Linked DNA regions of Mus musculus: region 1 is linked to region 2. The links are chromatin contacts, called in public HiChIP or PLAC-seq maps. All regions are on one chromosome and are shown on one strand. Each heading gives the region's core, a stretch centred on a gene start, on an enhancer-like site or on the middle of the called end of the contact. The rest is flanking DNA. Distances are from core to core; before and after follow the strand shown.

Region 1 (2,700 bases), core at 46-2,545, 370 kb before region 2:
AATCCATGTGAAGCCATTCTTGCTCCATGAAAAGGCCACCCGGCATCAAACATCTTCTCTACCCTAAAGAAATGAAACTAAAGACTCTCAATTACTACCACTTAAACAACAACAAAAAAGTTCCGAGAAAAATAAATAAATAACAAAAATAATCGAGTGTTGCCTCCGGCAAGTGAAACCCAGTAATGTGTCTGTCTGGTTCTGTATCTTAGATCCATCGGAACGCTGCCACTGTAAAGTCCAAACGCTTTGGCAACTGAGAAACGAAACATGGCTTTTCCTACTAAAACTCCGAGGATCCAACAGACAAAGCAACCGGCTTATTCCAAAGGTTTCCAACCAACTCCAGCATCTCAAGTTTTCTCAGCTGAAGCTACCAGGCTCTCTCACCTAATTGTGGTTTTCTTGATTTACAAACTCGTTGCCACCCTCCACGGACAATTCTCACCGGGGCAAGCCTTCTTCAGTCACAACGTGGACTGCTGTCTCCAGCCAGGAGAGCTGCAGTTCCCACTAAGAGAACACTCAGACGGCTAGGGGTCAGGGAAGGAACTGCTTGTGTTTTATTTCGTCAGCCGATTCCCCAAAAAAATCATCTCTTGGGCAGCTGCAGCTTCTGAGACGCCCGCCGGCCCCCTCGCCGCAGCCCCAATTCAGGAGGGCAGCAAGCGGGCTCCCGCTCTTCACCGAGGACTTCAGGGTTTCAGGGGGCGGGGTGAGGCTCCATGACACCCCGAAAGCCATTCTCCACCCCCTGACCGCGCATCCTTTCCCGGCCTGGAGGAGGACCCGGACCACCCTGCTGAGGAGAGGGCACAGGTCTGCGCCCATCCCGAGAGCTGGCTGCAAAGGGGCGCACGTCCCCACCTTAGCCTGGGAAGCCGAGGATGACGACAGCAAGACCCCAGGCCCGCCAAGACCCACGCCCGCGCAGGACACGGGGCCCGCGCCGGACTCGGGGTGCCCCGGGGTCCCCGGGCATGAAGCGCAAGAGGCGTCGGCGCCTGGCCGCGGCCCCGCACCGGGAGAGGCCTCACCTGGCCCAGACCGCTCCGCGCTCTCGGTTTCGCGTCTCCGGCGACGGTGGCGAAGGAGCCAGGGCCGGGGCCAGAGCACAGCCGCTCTGCCTCAGGCCGGTGCTTGCTGTGCTCGGGGGATCTTCACCGCTGGCGGAACCCGGGGTCGCCCGGAGCCGCCATCTTCCTCCACTCAAACGCCGCCGCGGCTACCACCGCCGCCGCCGCCGTCCCTGATGCCACCGCCGCTGCTGCTCAGACCGGGAGACGACAGCGCGCAGTGCGCATGCGCTGAGGCGGGGCGCGGAGGAAGCGCGCGCGCGCGCACACACGTCAGCGTGACCGGCCTTCCGCGCGGCGGCCGCTGGGCGGCGCCATATTGAGAAGGGCCGAGGGCGCGGAGCTTTCTAGGACTCTTATCAGGATCGGCGCGGCTGAGCGCTGGTATCTGAGCTGTTTTTCCGATTGTTTGATAGTGCAGACTTAGATTAAGGCACTTGTGCCCCCAGGTACCCACGGGTTGAGCGTAGAGAAAGGGCAATGGGGAACGGAAGTGCCTTTTAGATATCCCCAGGGAGAGGAAGCTCCCGGCGTTGGAGCCTCTGGAAACTGTAGCAGCAGCTATGTTGCTACCAACTTTAAAAAAAAAAAAAAAAAAGAGGAAACCCAGTCTCAAAACTCCCGGTGTAGAGCGGAGCCTGGGAGGAAACAAGCCTGTGTGTTTCTCTGTGCTTCCCAGTGTGGCCATCACCGAGGAGTGGGGTCCCGCTCCCACAAAAGAGTCTCACTTCAAGAAAGCTGTGTGTAGGTGAGAACCTTCTAGAACCCATCCCTGCAGATGTGGTTTAAGGAAATGCCAGACATAGAGAGCTCAAGCTCTTGTGCAATTGGAGCATTCTGAGACATCAAGCGAATAGCCCTGGGATAAAGTAGACCTAGGCTTGTATAGCCCGTGAGACGTGGTACTAGGTCAAAAGTACCACGAGGCTTGGTGACACTCCTTTAAGTCCAGTTATGCAGGAGGTTTAAGGGCGAGAATTGCTTGATCCAGGAGTTTGAATCTACTTTGAGGAACCTCAATCTAAAAAAAACATTTATGTTCCTCATATAAACATTAGAAAAAACTCTGGCACGCAGTAAGTGAGAAACTAAGAAATTCCATTGCCCTGGCATGGTGGTTGACTATTAATCCCAGCACTTGGGAAGCAGAGGTAAGTAGATTTCTGAGTTCAAGGCCAGCATGGTCTACATAATGAGACCCTGTCTCAAAGAAAAAGAGAAAGAAGTCTTGGCTTGCAAAATGGCTCAGCAGGTAAGGGTGCTTCCCCCAAGCTTGAAGACCCGAGTTCAATGCCTAGAACCTACATGATGGAGGGAGAAAACCAATGCCAACTCCCACAGTTTCCACCCTGATCTTCATTCTCAAACAATGACACTTGTGAACATACATACAGTAAATATTGCGTGTGCCTGAGCATATCTTGTGCACCACGTGTGTGGGTGCCCTTAGAGGCTAGTAGAGGGTGTCAGATCCCCTGGAACTGGAATTATAGGCAGTTGTGACCCTACCACCGCCATGTGGGTGCTAGGGATTGAACCTGGGTGGTCCTGCAAGAGCAGTACATGTCTTGACCGTCTCTCCAGCCCTGTAATCTAAGTTATAACATGTTCTAAGAACTCACGC
Region 2 (2,700 bases), core at 10-2,509:
GCTGGTGGCCTGGCTCCTGTACCAAACCCCCTGAGGACAGAAAGGGACCCTGGTCCTAACTCCTATTTAGGGATCACGGGACCCAGGAGCCTTTTTTTGGCCTCTCAGACCCCCAGTAGCCTCCTGTCCAGCACACACATGTGCTGAGCTCTGGGGACGCTGGCCAGGAGGCCATGGGCTCAGGTCTACCGAATCCTGCGGCCTTTGATGTGGAGCCAAAGGAGACCCTACAGCCCCCCAAACACCCTGTGCTCTCGGCAGCCTCCGAGACAGACACACCCTCTCTGGGTGCTCCCTGTTAGGACTTGTCATCCCCACCCCCAGTTCACCCCATGAGCAGACAGCCCTGGCACCAGGTGCAGAGCCCTCATGAGTGCCCTCAGGGCGGGCGCGGCCCACACCCGCACCATCTGGTCTTCTGGGGGAGGTCCTGTAGAGGCAGATACCCAGGGTATGCAGCAAACCTCACCTCTAGGTTGGGTAACATGGTTTCCCCTCCCAGCCGTGCCCATGGCCCCCACTACTTTTTCCTCTCTGTGCTTCAGCTTTCCCTTCTATAAAATGGGCTGGCAGTCAACTGCCCTCGGATGCTTGGTGTTACAGTGAGAAGCCTTTGTCTTAAGGTTTGAAAAGACCACGTCACCAGGACAGACTGCTAATAAAGGCCCTACCCTGTGGCCAGCTTCTGTTCAAATCCTTACTGGCTGCAGAGCCTCCTCTACCCTGGGCCTCAGTTTCTTCATCTGGAAAGTGGGTGTGATGATGTGAGCTGACCTCAGAGATGCTTCAAGGATGAAGTGGGGGAAGGGACTGCAACAGCTTGAGTTTCACAGACTGTCCTGGGAGCATTTCAGCGGAGAGCAAGTCCCGAAGAGAAGAGTGGGGGGTAGGGCGGCGACCTCAGCCACGCCCAGAATAGCCTTCTGTTTAGCCTTCTCCTGCCTTTCTCCCCTTCTTTCCAATGTCTTGTTAAGTGTGCTTGGGCAAGATGTGCAGTCCTGGCCCAGGCAGGGGTGGCTAAGGGCATAGCCTGTGCTCTCCCCTCACAGGCTTCCGAGTGCCCCACTCTTCTGCTGTTGCAGGCTTCACTGTGGACACCCATGGGTGGGTGGGGGGGTCCTGGGTGGCCCAGGGTAGAGGAGGCTGTGCAGCCACTGGGGCACCTGAGTGGAGAGGGGCTGGGCCTCCGGGGCAGGGCAGGTGCTGACTCATGGGCTCGCCTGGCACTATAAAGGAACCAGCCCAGGGGCTTCCTGCTGCCTGCTGACCGAGCGAGCAAGGATGGCCCAAGGCGCGGTGATCCACGTGGCCCCCGAGCAGCCCACTCACGCCGTGTGTGTGGTGGGCACAGCGACCCCGCTGGATGTCCGCGGGTGAGAGGGGCAGAGATCCTGGGCCTGTGGGGGCAGTTTGGGGCAGGCAGGAGCTGGGCGCTGCTGGCCCAGCTCAGGTTCTGGGCAAGAGATCTGCTAGAGAGATAAGCCAGAGGTGTGGGGCCTATCGTGCCAATTAGTTCTCTGTGAGGTATAAATACAACTGCCTGGCACTCAATGCAAGGAATTACAGGGCTGCCTAACAAGGGAGAAACAGTCCCTGCTGTAGGCTGACGGTGGGGAGGGCTTGGGCAGCTGGGCCTGATTTACCTTACCTCATGAAATGACTTTAAGGATTAAGTGTGGCAACTCCAAATGTGTTTGTTAAGCACTCTATGGTGCTGTTTGTTAAGTACTCCATGGTGCTGTTTGTTAAGTACTCTGAGGTGCTGTTTGTTAGGTACTCCACAGTGCTGTTTGTTAGGTATTCCGTGGTGTTGTTTGTTAAATACTCTGAGGTACTGTTTGTTAGGTACTCTGTACAGTACTGGGCAGATCAGATCCCCAACAGTTCATTTGTTGTTCATTTTTTCCATTCCCTTGTACATTCAACAAATATAACCTGAGTACTTACTGAGCACTGTGACCTCTGCCAGGTTCCGGGTCACCTAGGACAATGGAGGAAGCCTCGTGGGTGGAGTCTGATGCAGCCTTTCATGTGGGAATTGCAGCAGCTTCCCCCACAGAGCTGGGCATCGTGACCCAAGTGATGTCCATAAAGGCCTCTGGGAGGTGCCCAGGGTCAGTGGGTCAGTGACTGTCTGACCCCAGCAGCAGGAAAGCACTGGCGGTCTGGGTGGCTCACAGGCCACTGGTGAGAGGCTGAGGACACAAGGAAGGGAAAGCCTGGTATCATCAGAGGCGCCCACTCCCAGAGGACAAGCTGCTTGAAAGTGGGTGCCGAGTAGAGGCCAGAGGCCAGAGCTAGCCCAGCATCCTCGCCAGGATCCCAGGCTAGCTCTCGCCTTAAGTCTAGGTCACAAGTGCTCTTATTGTCTGTAGATGCAGGGGTGTGTGGGAGCCTGCGGAGGCCAGGACAAACTCAGGTGTCATTCCTCAGGCTCTGTGTACCGAGGTCGGCAGCCAGCCTGTGGGAGTCAGCTCTCCTCTCACCATGTGAGCTCCAGGACTCAGGTCGGCAGGCTTGGCAGCAGGCGCCTTTGTCCACCGAGCCATCTTGCTGATCCTGATGGAGGTTTTCAAATGGGGAGATCTGAGCATTTGATCAGACAGGGGTGTTGATGAAAATGTGGGTGTTTGTCCCCCGGGAAGAGCCAAGACTGGGGCATGTCCCGTCCGTGAGAAGGGAATACAAGAATGGGAGGGC

Evidence for each region. HiChIP or PLAC-seq counts read pairs in DNA pulled down with a chosen protein or histone mark.
Region 1: an H3K27ac HiChIP or PLAC-seq map of embryonic stem cells shows a contact between it and region 2, with 5 read pairs. The contact joins the promoter of Fbxo42 here to the promoter of Padi4 in region 2.

The regions. Positions count from the first base shown.
Region 1 is chr4:141,146,517-141,149,216 of GRCm38.p6, reverse strand. Fbxo42 (F-box protein 42) reads right to left here and starts at 1,295. Exons shown (of 10, transcript NM_172518.3): 1 at 1,038-1,295.
Region 2 is chr4:140,772,762-140,775,461 of GRCm38.p6, reverse strand. It overlaps Padi4 (peptidyl arginine deiminase, type IV), which reads left to right and starts at 1,259. Exons shown (of 16, transcript NM_011061.2): 1 at 1,259-1,373. The coding sequence starts at 1,282.